Linked DNA regions of Mus musculus: regions 1 and 3 are each linked to region 2. A link is a contact called in public Hi-C data. All regions are on one chromosome and are shown on one strand. Each heading gives the region's core, a stretch centred on a gene start, on an enhancer-like site or on the middle of the called end of the contact. The rest is flanking DNA. Distances are from core to core; before and after follow the strand shown.

What was found. A called contact is a pair of places that touch in the nucleus more often than the background predicts.
Region 1: a Hi-C map of the G1E-ER4 cell line shows a contact between it and region 2, with 4 times the contacts expected there. The contact joins two enhancer-like sites. A contact is called at or near these places in 2 of 15 datasets of contacts at CTCF or cohesin (the G1E-ER4 cell line and embryonic stem cells), 15 of 484 Hi-C or Micro-C datasets (the CH12 cell line, the G1E-ER4 cell line, MC3T3-E1-derived osteoblasts and 6 more), 2 of 115 datasets of contacts at active chromatin or transcription factors (both in embryonic stem cells) and 1 of 9 other capture datasets (embryonic stem cells).
Region 3: a Hi-C map of the G1E-ER4 cell line shows a contact between it and region 2, with 2.2 times the contacts expected there. The contact joins two enhancer-like sites. A contact is called at or near these places in 7 of 484 Hi-C or Micro-C datasets (the CH12 cell line, the G1E-ER4 cell line, cochlea and 2 more), 1 of 115 datasets of contacts at active chromatin or transcription factors (embryonic stem cells) and 2 of 9 other capture datasets (adipose tissue and embryonic stem cells).

What each region holds. Positions count from the first base shown.
Region 1 is chr1:179,648,622-179,653,111 of GRCm38.p6, forward strand. No RefSeq gene overlaps it. Among named protein-coding and RNA genes, the nearest start is that of Sccpdh, 17 kb to the right of the region's middle. Within about 2 kb of position 1,865, at least 25 of the 459 cell types and tissues checked have an H3K27ac peak or open chromatin away from gene starts, as enhancers often do. A contact at or near this core is called in the G1E-ER4 cell line, where this site is marked.
Region 2 is chr1:179,714,289-179,718,745 of GRCm38.p6, forward strand. Kif28 (kinesin family member 28) reads right to left here. Exons shown (of 23, transcript NM_001370897.1): 8 at 2,424-2,491. Among named protein-coding and RNA genes, the nearest start is that of Kif28, 29 kb to the right of the region's middle. Within about 2 kb of position 1,678, at least 11 of the 459 cell types and tissues checked have an H3K27ac peak or open chromatin away from gene starts, as enhancers often do. A contact at or near this core is called in the G1E-ER4 cell line, where this site is marked.
Region 3 is chr1:179,626,325-179,630,616 of GRCm38.p6, forward strand. It overlaps Cnst (consortin, connexin sorting protein), which reads left to right. Exons shown (of 11, transcript NM_146105.3): 11 at 1-1,149. Among named protein-coding and RNA genes, the nearest start is that of Sccpdh, 40 kb to the right of the region's middle. Within about 2 kb of position 2,272, at least 21 of the 459 cell types and tissues checked have an H3K27ac peak or open chromatin away from gene starts, as enhancers often do. A contact at or near this core is called in the G1E-ER4 cell line, where this site is marked.

The DNA of each region.
Region 1 (4,490 bases), core at 615-3,114, 65 kb before region 2:
GCAGGTTCTATTTTTTTTTTTTTTTTTTTTTTTTTTTTTTTTTAAAGATTTATTTATTTATTATATGTAAGTACACTGTAGCTGTCTTCAGACACTCCAGAAGAGGGAGTCAGATCTCATTACGGATGGTTGTGAGCCACCATGTGGTTGCTGGGATTTGAACTCCGGACCTTTGGAAGAACAGTCGGGTGCTCTTACCCACTGAGCCATCTCACCAGCCCCGAGGCAGGTTCTATTTTTAAAAGGCCCAGATCAGAATAACTTCAGGTCTTCCTCTGGCTGGGAGAGAGAAGACTTGACACTCTGCTGGTTTCTATGGCAACCATCAACCGCTAAGATAATGTCAATAAAAGAACTAGGGGGCTTGGTGATTTTGCCACTTTGTTAGGTACAGCCAGATCATAGTTAATTTACTCTGAAAGCAAATGCATAGCCCACTCAACCAACCTTTGTTGTGTCTCCAGTTTTGAGGGGAGTGGGGGGGGGCAGGTTAGCAGGAGGGGTCAAGCTGGACCTCTCTCTCATCTTCATGGGATCTGCAGGTGCATTTCTCGCCACTCTGAAGAGATTAGTTGGTGACCTGCTTCCTGTTACACAGGTTGTGCCTTCATGATTCCAGAGGGCGGTGATCAAATAGCTCTGTGAGTTTGTTTTCCGTGAAAGCTCAGAGTGGCAGGCACGCATCATGCGTGCTTTCCCACACTGAAGTGGATTCCACAGCCCAGGCATTGAATGAGGGCTTCCTCTCAGGCATTCGTGCCACAGGCTGCAGGCTCCAGGTTTGAGACAAGGACGCAGAAGTGTCTGTGCATCACCCGTCTTCTCATATCATCCCCTAAGAAACAGATCTCTCAGAAACATCTGGCCTTATGATCACTCCTTGTACAGGGCCCTTTGATAAGGAACCACAGGGCCACCTTCTCCCTTTATCTGAAACAGTTTTTGGGATGGTCAGCTGAGGATTTTTTACAACACATTTAGAAATCAGGACTGGCAGGGCAACTGTGGCACACATCTCTAATCCCAGCACTCAGGAGGCTGAAGGAGAAGCAGGCAGATCTCTGTGAGTTCAAGGCCTGCCTGGTCTACAGAATGAGTTCCAGGACAGCCAGAGATATACAGAGAAACCCTGTCTAGAAAAAATAAAAGAATAAAAAGCAACAACAACAAAGAGGGGATTCAGAACGAGAGGGATGCTGTTAGCATTCTGTCTAAGCTCCACCCCACAGTTACCTGGCAATAGCCAGGTAGCCCTGACCCTCTATAAAAGGGGATGCTTGCCCCCTCCTCTCTCTCTTGCTCCTCTCTTGTTTCTCTCTTGCTCTTTCACTGCTTCCACGTGCTCACGGCTGGCCTCTACTCCTCTACTCTCTCCCTCTCTCTGCCTTTCCCTGACTCTACCACCCTCTTAACTCCCCTCCCCATGCCCTGAATAAACTCGATTCTATACTATACCATCTTGTGGCTGGTCACTCAGGGAGGAAGGGGTGCCTTGGCATGGGCCCGAGGAGGCACCCCTCCCCCCATACCTCACTACACTTCCATAGAACATATCTCTCCTCTCTTTATCTTTTTATAAACACATCAGATGTAGCTCAAGTTCACAGTCAGAGCTTGCGTAGCATTTGCAGAGCCCTGGGTTTGATGCTATGCACATCTCCGGGCATGGTGATACACAGCTACCCCAGCAGTTGGGGGAAGGGAAGGAGGATCCGACATCAAAGTCATTCTTGGTGAGTTCAATGCCAAGCTGTGTTATAGGAGACCCTGTCTCAAAAACAAACAACAAGCCTCTCTCCAAAGGCAGCACTAGAGCACCTCCCGAGAGCAGGGTGGCCTTGTTGGAGGAAGTACATCAGTGTCTACAACCCCACCCCACTTCCTCAGCTTCCTGTTCCTGCCGCTGCCAGATAACCCTCTGGAAACATCAGCCCCAAAGCAAGCAACAAAATCCCTCGCTCTTCTATAACTGGCTCTTGGTGGCAGCATTTTATTACAGCCACAGAAAAGTAACCAACAGGCAGAAGAAAGGTTTTCCACTCACTCTGTTGTGTAGGTGACTGTGTCCGTTCCTTCCCCATTAGCAGCCATGGGGCCACTGTTCCCAGGAACATTTCGGGAAGAACTGGTTGATGTTCTCCAACATCAGCCTGACGGGTGGATGTGTCAAGGTCTGTGCTTTTTCTGTCCCTTTGTCTGGCACAGAGATTTGTTTGTTCGGTGCCGACTGTGTGCTGAACTCAGTGCTAGGCAACATGTCCCTTGGCCTCCTGAAATCTGAAATTTTGTGGCAACAAGGCCAACAAACATCCTTCCTAAAGAATACAAGCAGGGTACACGTTTGGGCTGTGTCTGTTGGTAGCAAAGGCTGCAGGAGTTAAGAAGGGGAAACCAACATTAGCTGAGACCCTCTGTGTTCCAGGACCTGGTGAAAACTGTTACCTGCCTTAAGTTCATATCAGATCTATGAGGTTGTACATAGAAGAACGGAATTCAGAAACATCCCACAGGCACACACTTAGAAAGTGGCTGAGTCAGAAAGTGAACTCAGACTTTACCCAGCCCTAATTCCTGCAAAATACATCCTTCCCAACAAAGCAAGAATTAACTCTTCCTTCTGGGAAAAAGCAGGAGGTCGGAGTCTGTGAGTGGCATGTCCAAGGTCACTGCCGTAGCCAGGTGAGCTGGTGCCAACCATAAGCCTGCCATCTTCTGCTCTCAGGCATTTTCTTAGCTCATTTGCAGCCTGTTCCCCACACTTTTCCTTCCTTGTGCCAGATGGTGGCTGACACCACTTATATCATCCATGAAGTGGCATCATGACTGTCACTTTCAAAAGGGGGGGGGTGAAGCTTCTTGCTTCTGAGGTCCTTACAGACTCTGAAACTCAGGCCACCGCTTTGCCTCGCTGTGGCTGTGAAAGTATAACAACGTAAAAACAGAATTCTAGGCCTTTAGGCCCAGGCTTGGGAATGTGGCCTTTGTAAAGGTATGCTAATCATAAAAGAGATAGCGACATTCCTCCACCCACCCGCTTCCTGGGTTCAAAGAGCGCTCATTCAAAGAAAGTCACCCTGACCATTACCAGAACCTGCAATGCAAATGTGCTATTGTTAGAGGCTCTTAGAAGCTGTCTTGAGAGTTAACAATTACCAGGTATTCCTTGTGACTCTTGTAACTTTACACTTCCTTGTGACTCTTAACTGGTATCTTTGGTATCTTCCAACAACGTCCTCCCCACTTCCTTGAGTTTCGGTTTCTTCCTTTAAATACCCCCTTACCCAGCTACTCGGGGCGCCACGGTCCTCTACCCCTGCGTGGTGTATGACCATGGGCCCGAGAGCGCTCTTGAATAAAAATCCTCTTGCAATTTGCAGCAAGACCCGTTTCTTGTGGGTGATTTTGGGGTGTCGCCTCTCCTGAGTCAGAACGTGGGGGAGCCCTCACATTGTGGGTCTTTCAGCTGTCCCTGACCTACAAGTTACACCAGGTTCCATCTCACCATATAACTGACATTTCTTCGCAAGCCATAAGCGTTCTGCCTCCAGCTCCATCCAGACCTGTGGCTCTAAGCAAGGGGTCAGGAAACCAGTGTTCGCCATGACCAGTTTCTGTTTCTTAGCTTGGTAGCACTCGATGTGTGTGAAACAGAGAGAGAAATGTGTAAACAAACTGTAGCATTCGTGATGGGGTGATGGGGTGGGGGGTGGGGGTGGGGGGTGGGGGTGGGGGTGGCGGCATGTGCTTCTTGCCCAGTAAGGGAAGGAACCAGGAACATCTGCACTGGCCCTGCAGCCCTGTAGCACCCCCTTCTGTTAGTTCCACTCAGAACCCCGACTACTACAGATGCTCAGGTGCCTCTGAGGGGAGCACCAAGTAGATAAACATTCCCCATTAATGTTGATTGCTAGATGCTCGTAAGCACTTCACAATGCCTACCGAGGGTGCTTGCACATCCCCTATGACACACATGCATGCACAATTCTGTGGCTAAGCAGGAAGAGGAGTGGAATCTGCCACTGGTGATGCTTACATTGTGTCCATAATGCCCCTCATACAGTAACACAAAAATAGGGAAAACAGCAAAAAAGCAAAACTGGCCTTTTGTGTTTGCTTAATGCTTCAGTGGCTCTAAAAAGTGCCCGGTTAGAAGCTTAGGTAGATGGTGTGAGTCTGTAGTCCCAGCATTCAGTAGGCAGAGAGAGAAGGATGGGAAGAAAATTTGAGGCCAGGATGGACCGCATGTGAGAATCCATCTTGAAAAGGAGGGGTAAAGGGAAAAAGACAAGGGAGAGGAAGAGGAGGAAGAGGAAGAAGAGAGGAAGAAGAAAAAGAAAAGCTTACTTTATGACGTTGATCTCTCCACAAGAGCGAACCAGATACCATCTGTGTCCTGAAACAGAAGGGCCTCAAAGATGCCTTAGGTTAAAGATACTATGGGGCACAGAGTCCAAGTCAAAGCAGTGGGAAGAGTTATCAGAGAGTGCCTG
Region 2 (4,457 bases), core at 428-2,927:
CTGAACATCCTGGGTCCTGAACACTCTTGGCTAATCCAAGAATGTGCTTCATCAACAATTAGAACCCAGGGAGCCATAGGCAAACTGCCCCACTATGTGCCACAGGCTGCGGTCAACTCACAGGGTTTCTGTTCCTGCCCCCACCTCCCATGTCACCACAGAAACTCAGGCATACCTGACTTACTCTCCATCTAAAATTTGAATTTAACTGAGTATCTTATGCTATTTTTATCTTGATGTTGGGGATTAGACCTGCTTTACCACAGGACTTCACCGCCACAGCTGTCTCAAGCCTTTGCCATTTTATTTCACAAAAGAAATTTTAAACAGGGGCTGGTGAGATGGCTCAGTGAGTAAGAGCACCCAACTGCTCTTCCGAAGGTCCAGAGTTCAAATCCCAGCAACCACATGGGGGCTCACAACCATCCGTAACAAGATCTGACTCCCTCTTCTGGTGTGCCTGAAGACAGCTACAGTGTATTTACATATAGTAATAAATAAATCTTAAAAAAAAAAAAGAAAAAAGAAATTTTAAACAGATTCTAATGAGGCTTGCACCAAGCCCAAAGTCCAGGACAGAGTGGATAGAACCCAGAGCCCCTCTGTGCACAACCCCTCCCAGAAATCTACTAGCCCAACAGTTACCCAGGGACAGCTTGCCTAGCCAGCCACATGCCAGGTGCAAGTGAAAGAACCTAGTGGGGAACCCCCCACCCGATTCTCGGCATGCACCCAAGAATCACGAACAGACATCTTGATGTAATTACATGAGGACGTTTAATTACGGAGCTCCGGACCAACATGCATCCCACATAGGAGATAACGGATGTCGGCCACGAGGCTCGAAAGCCAGGGGCTTTTATGGGGTAATGGGCTCAGGGGTGTGGAATTCAGCATAGCGACACACTATTGGCTTATTCAAACATTAACAGAAAGAACACAGGGCATCAGGACTTTGTTCCTGTGGGCTGGGGGCTTATCTTTGTTCACATAGCAACCAGTTGATGTATGACTTTACCCGGCGTCAAGGGGCAATAGACAGAGGGGAGATTCTGGCCAGATGGTGTTGACTTAGATAATATAGCCCTGCTGGTCCTTGCATACCTTTTTATCTTTACAGTCAAGATGTTCTTAGGAATGCCTTAATCAACAGCCTACAGTCAAGATGTTCTTAGGAATGCCTTAATCAACAGCCTACAGTCAAGATGTTCTTAGGAATGCCTTAATCAACAGCCCGGCTCTGGCATGCCTGGGGGCTGTTCTGCTTTGTTCTTAGTCCCAGGCTGGGGCCATGGGCTCTTAAACTCACAAGTTACAATATTTTATTTTCCTTCACAAGCCAACCCCCCCAGCCCCCTCAACCCCCCCACCCCCGCATAAGAACTACTTAGCTACTCCAGCTTTCTCCCTGCCCCTCTCCTCCCTCCTCCCCTCACCCTTCTCTCCCTCCACATCTCTCCATCTTTCTCCCTCCATCTCTCTGTCCGTCTCCTATTCTTCTCTTCTCTCCTCTCTCTTCCCATCCTTTTCTGTCCCCCTCCTTTCTCTGTCTCTACCCCTTTCCCAGGTCCCCATCTCTTCCCCCAATAAACTTCCTTTTGTACCAGGCCTGTCGCATGTACTAGGCATGTCCCCTCAGGGGAACGCCTCGGTGGCCTGGGGCCACTGAGCTGCTCCCTCCCACAACCTTATGCCACCTTTGATAAAACACAGCAAAGAGGGCTGGAGAGATGACTCAGCAGTTAAGAGCACCCAGCAACTACACGATGGATGGCTCACAACCATCTGTAATGAGATCTGATGCCCTCTTCTGGGGTGTCTGAAGACAGCTACAGTGTACTTACATATAATAAGTAAATAAATGTTTAAAAAAACACACACACACAACAAAAATTGCAGCAACAGGTGGGAGAAGAACATCTAGAATGTTCCTAAAGCCTGAGTTCCACCTACAGATCTGAGCTTGCATTACAGATACTGGGAGAAAATGCGGTGTGAAAAGGTACTGCCTCTGAGCCACGAAGGCTGGGAAGGGACCCTGGCTGAGAAGTGTCTGAAGGTCCCTTAGGAGAAGCACAACTGCACTGTAGGGTTTTGTTGCCTAGCTGGCTGGAGCTCTAACTCACTGAGATTCACCTGCTTCAGACTCCCAGATGCTGGGATTAAAGGCCACACACTACCACCTTTAAGGTCCATGATGTAATTTGTGATTATCCCTGTGAGAACAGCAAGAACAACTGCCGTGTTTATCCCTGCGTCCTTACTGTCAAGCCCACCCTCCAGCCCCTCCTCCCCTCTCCCGGGCCACTTGGTCCTCCCCACTGGACCCCCAGCCCAAACACCAAGCCATCAAGTAGAGCTGAACAGGGTTGTGACTCAGGACACAGAACATGATGACTAGGTACCCCCCACAAGCTACCCACCTCTCAGCATATCTCAGTGTCGACAAGGTTTCCTCATAACAGATGTCAGCTGGACTTAGGGCTGCAATCTGGAAAGGCCCCGGAGCAGACTTAGGTCATCAGGAGTTTATTACCATCGATGCTATTACAATAGCTAACATTGGGGCTGGGAGAATGACACGGACAGTAGGGTACTTGCTTTGCAAGCATGAGGTACTGAGTTTGATACCAGAACCCATATAAATATGCCACATGTACTGGAGCACACTTGTGAAGCAGAGGCAGGAGGACCCATGGAGCTTACTGGCCAGTGGTCTAATTGGTGAGCTCCAGGCCAACAAGAAGCCCAGTCTCAAAGGAAGTAGATGACATTCCTGAGGATGACCCTCCTGAGGTTGTCTGTCCTTTATACACACACACACAAACACACACACACACATGCACACACAGACACACATGGACATTCCCACCTATGCATACACAGACACCTCATGAACACACGTGCTGATAAAAAAAAAAGAAACTAATATTCACAAAACATTTTATGTAATTGTAGTGGCTATTCCTGGTTGTCAACTTGACTATATCTGGAATTAAAAGAAAATAAAACTTGAGACTTGTGATTCATGTAATGTATGTCAAGTAGCCCAAAGAGTTGTTTGTGAGCTTTAAAACCTGGGGCTGAAAAAATAGCAGAACAGGCCGGGACATGCCCGGGCAGGCCCATCGATACCTGTCCTGACTGGCCTGGTACCTCCCTATCTCCCGCCCTTCTGACAGTCTGTTGATGTTTAAATGGACCAATCATGTGAAACCACGCAAATTCCTCCCCCAGCCCCACCCCTTTTCTATAAAAGTCCCTAGCTTCCAAGCCTCGGGGTCGAAACCACTGTCTCCTGTGTGAGATACTTTTCGAACCGGAGCTCCGCCATTATGGCTCCACCATGTGGTCGACACCTCTGTCTCCTGCGGGAGATACGGGTCGGCCCGGAGCTCCGTCATTAATCTACCTCATGCTTTTACATCAAGATGGTTGTCTGTTCGTGATTCTTGGGTGCGCGCCAAACGGAAAATGAGTGGGGGTTTCCCCACTAGGTTCTTTCAGAATGAACCACAATCCAGAATTGGAAAGCTCACCAGTGTCCCTAATCTGGAGGCTGGGAGATAACAAGTTTCTGACCTGGATCTTCACATGGAGATCTTGAGGCATGGTGGCTATGAATTCTAAAAGATTAAGACAGGGAGATCTCTAAATTTAAGGTCATCTGAGTTTAAAGGCATGGTAACACACACCTTTAATCTGGGCCACACCTTCTGCTAGAGACCTACATAAGGACATTAGAAAAAGGAAGATATACCCTCTCTCTTCTCCTGTTTGCCTTGTGGAACTAAACAACTGCTAGATTCTTGGACTTCCATTCACAGCTGCTGCTGACCATTGTTGGGGAGTTGGACTACAGACTGCAAGTCATCAACAAATTCCCTTACTATATAGAGACTATCCATAAGTTCTGTGGTTCTAGAGAACTCTAATACAGAAGTTGGTACCAGGAGTGAGGTGGTTCTAGAGGAGCAGAAGTATAAGAATGAGTCTTTTAAAAATCTGGAGTTGGTTTGATAATTCACCAGCACCTTCAACTACTGAAACCTCTCCAGAGTCTCTCCCTCTTGGGAGCTCAGAGAATATTCAAGATCTGTGGTTGAAACTATATTTCAAGCTTAAAGAAGCTAATGCCCTTGATTATCTTGATGAATTAGGTGATTCTGTATACAAAACGTTCTACAAGATGGGGGAAAAAAACCAGAAAATGATTTTGCTGGGTGGTTGCTCTTAGCATCTCAGGGAACAAATGATGAAGGAAAAGAAGGAGTTGTATGATAAAATTGAATGACTCCAGACTCAAGTAAACAATCTAAAAGTTGCTAACTATGTCCTTGAGGAGAATCTTCTCTCCAGCAGCCACCGAGCTCAAGTTGCAGAAAATCAAACGGAAGCCCTTATTATAAGGTTGGCTAAATTACAGCAAAAATTCAAGTCTCAGCCTCAGAGGCTGT
Region 3 (4,292 bases), core at 1,022-3,521, 87 kb before region 2:
ATCATGAATTATAGTTTTTTAGCAAGTGACCGTTATGTTCTGTTTTCCTGTCGGGATCGTTTGGAAGGAAGGAGAAAACTGGCTTTGCAGGTGTTACTGGCTGGCACAGTACCTTCCTTTGTGTCTCTGCTTATTTATTTGGAGTGTGAACTTAAGGAGCTTTTTTATGAATTGAGCGTGCGCTGCTGAGCCTGCATTCCTTCATCCCACCGCTGCCTATTTAATTAGATGCTTAGTGTTTGGATTTTATACCATTTCAGCTCCGTGTATTTTTAGACTTATTTTGAAATTGACTTTTTATTTTCACTTATAATACTGCGTGGCTTATCTCTTATGTCACCATAAACTGTAATATTTTCGATGGGTATAGATCAGAGTTATTTATTTAGAAGTATACAGAATGCTGAAATTTAGATTCGTTATACCTAAGGCTGATTTTATTAGAAGATTATTTTAATGTCCTACTATAAACTTTAAGACTTTGTATTCATATCATATGTAACATAGGTCCCATCATCCTGGAACAGTGGTTCTATAGGAGCCACGAGCGAGGTCATCTGTGCAGGCTCCTCTCGATACACAGACATTTCACCCTCATGATTTCTAGCTGCGGGGATTTGATGATCTTTGTTTCTGCCAATTTTATGTCAAGAAAAGTTCAAATCTCCCTCCTGTTCACCTCTTTTCGGTCACTCAGAGTCCCGTGTGATCTCTGATGTTGTATTTGCCTCTCAGCCACCTTGGCCACATTTCCAAAACCCTGGGTTTCCTGGGAGAATCCAGTAAAAGAAAGGGCTGAAATGATACCTGGCTAACCAGTGACCCAGTTGTGTATCCAAGGAGCCGGTGCTCACCACTCGGGGAACCAGAGTGATCGGGAGCAGACTGACCTCGTGACCTAAAGTGGGTGTGAACTCTCACCTAGAAAACCTAGGGTACCTTTGAAACCTGTAATGGTCATTTATTGCATGAATTGGAGTATCCCCCTGCAGGTGAGAGGATGCTATCCTACGTACAAGCATCAGACAACTATGCTGAAATGTCACTCCTCCTCTCATTTGAAAGTACTGACAACTATTTATACCTAGAGTTCTGAAGAACTGTATTTGAGGGTGTCAAATCAAGCTTGTAATTTAAAATCTACACCAACAAAATGTCTCCGAGAATTTATTTGAACCCTTTGGGTGTTGGGGGACGTGCTTGAAAGCAAACTATAATGCCAGAGGTCGGGCCAGTCCCTGAAGGAGATGCCAGCTATTTGGAGCAAGTCTTTTTTTTTTTTAATTACATTCACATATTTTGGGGAGGGACCACAATTGTGCCACAGTGTCCATGTGGAGGTCAGAAGAACACTTAACGGAGTCGCTTCTCTCCTTCCACCATTAGGGTCCAGAGGCTCAAACTCAGGTCATGCGCTTGAGAGCAAGCGCTTTCTCCCACTGAGCCATCTTATCACCTCTATTTTGAGGACATCGTAACGTCCCTAAGTAACAGTTCTCAGCTTTTAAAATACCTCTCTGCCTGACTAGTAACCAGGCTCCACTCTCAAGTGCTGCATCCTTTTAGACTTGAAAATCAAGTCCAGAGTCTGATTTTATCAGTCTGTGAATTGGGGTGTGAGAGGTGCTGAGGAGCTGAAGTTTGAAGGTCAGGCTTATTTTGCAAGGGCAGATGTGATTTGGGTCTCCTGAATGGCAGGACAACATAGCCTAAGGGGAGCAGTGAGGAAGGACTGGGTGGGGCCAGGGTGGGGCGGTGGGTGTTGAACAGAGGGAAAATGGAGACCAAAGAAGCCTTCGGCTGGTGACCTCCTTTCCTGACACTGGCCTTTGTGACACTCACTCCCCATACATAGGCGGGTTATTTTTCATTATTAGCATCTATTAATACTGGGTTTCATTATGACACTTGCATACGTGTAGATAATGCATTTTGAGCATCTTCATTACCTGGTACACTCTTGTTCCCCTCCGTCCCTGCTCATCCCCTTCGAGAGGCTGGGTTCTTCATCCTACTGCTAGCAGGCAGACCTCTGTAAGCTCTCATTGCTTTGGGCACAGTTGATCTTGTGTGGCGTTTGTAGTATTTTGACATTGATGCATTCTGTGTCTGAATAAGCACATGTACATCTCTAAGCCACAGGTTTGGTGATGCTCGGCTCCACTACACTTCTGTTTCCCTCACATGACCTGCACCTGCAGAGACTGTACGAGTGCCTCTGGGGCTTTTGGACTTTAATAGCAATGTAGTAAGCTGGGCGTGGCTTTGTGTCTGGTGCTGAGCAGCTCGTGTTTGCTGCCTTCTGCCCCCTTACACACATCAGATTGCCAGCCCTGTAAGCACAGTGAGAGGGCTGGGGGCCCCACTCGGCTTAAAGAGCTTGCGTCTGATAAGGGAATGTATTTGTAAAGAAGGAACCAAAAAGAAACTAGGTAACAACGTGCTACCTAGAGGATTGGAAATTCAAGTTCTTTCATTCTGCACTGTTGGGAATAAAGGAACTCACAGCAGCTGATAGGAAAGTCAAGCAGCCATCTTTCCTGACTGCCAAAGGTCTGGTGGTTACTATGTAACCAGTACTGCATCACAGCCGCTGTGAGCACTGCTCAGTTGGTAGCAGGCAGGTTTCTAGCAGTGGGAATCATCTCAGCCAAAGCTTGCTGTTCAAAACAGAAGGGTTCAGGCTGGTGCTTGTTTGCCCCTTGTGCACAAGACAGTGTCAGATAAATAAGTAAAGTCTTAATTGCCCTGAATTGAAAACCACCTCACAAGGAAAACTAGGGCTAGAGAGTGTTGCCAGTCAATATGGCAGTCATTTAAGAAGTACTCAGGGCACAAAATGCTCTTAAAAAAAAAAAAAGTACTGCTGGCCCATTTTATGAGACCAATAGTGAAACAAGATAAAGACAGTGAGAAAACCAAGAAGCTAAAGTCACTATTGCTAGTCCACCACTATGTCCAAAATCTTTTAAAGAAAATAGTTGCTAGGACAGAGTCAGAGAGGCAGGGACAGCTCAGCCAGTAAAGCACCTGCCTGGCCAGTAAATACAAGGACCTCAGGATCCCACGTGAAAACGCACTTGCAGTCTCTGTGTAGGAAAGTAGAGGCAGGAGGATGCCCACGTCTCCTGGCCAGCCAGCCTAGTTGGTTATTCCCAGACCAGCCAGAGATTGTCGCCTGTGTTTTTGAAGGTGACAACCTAGGCTGGGTTACACATTGAGACCTTGTCTCAAGAAACCAAACCGAGTATATGGCTCAGTAATAGACTGTTGGCCATTCACAGAGCCAATTGTTCATAGAGGTAACAGACATGATTCAAATTCAAATTGCAGCAATTTTTAGAAATTGACAGTTTAAAATGCTTGAGAGACAGCTGACCTAGAAGATGGTTGGAGGCCCTTTGCCTGTTTTTCAACGTTTTGTTCTACAGCAGTCAGACTGGTGTCTAGGGAGACCTAAAGGCCACATGAGCACACCCAAGTGATCCACAAAGGAGCCAGGCCCTTTCAACAAATAACACTGTCAAAATTGCACGTCTAGTCGTGAAACTAATTAGCATAAACAATTAAATCTGAAATGAATAGGCTTCAGGCCTGGAACCTAAAACTATAGGGTCACTAGAAGAACCCAGGATTAGCTTGGTAACTTTTGTATAAAAAGGGATTTCTTAGAGCACAGTAAGAGAGGGTAAAAGGGAAGTGATAGTTGGACTTTTTAAAAATGTGCTTTTCATATAATGTTAGGAAAATGAGAGGCAGTAATCAGATGCAAGACAATAGTCACAATGTTTTTGTAAAGTTGTGTTGGTGTGGGCAGTGGGTCCTTGCCCATGTGTGTGTGGAAGCCGGGGACACTTTTAAAAGTCAGTTCTTTCCTTCCACCATTTGGTCCTGGGGATCAAATTCAAGTCATTAGGTTTGACAGTCAGAGCCTCACAATGAATTCATTGAAGACCTTATAAATTTAGAATATATATATATATATATATATATATATATATATATACATATATATATTCAGAATTATGACAACTTTGAAAGGCCTCATAAGAGAGAACATATAAATAGCCAATGAGTACATGAAAAGATACTGACTCTTAAAAGTCACCAAGAAAATGCAAATGAGCGAGCTTCCTCTGCACACTTAAAATGTCCAGACTGCATGGACAGACAGACAGTGCAAGGACAGTTCTACATAAGGAATTTGGTGTGACATTGGTAGAACATATGGGGGTGGGAAATTATGGTCACCATATGGAAAATTATGGGTGTAAAAAAGGTATCGATCGTTC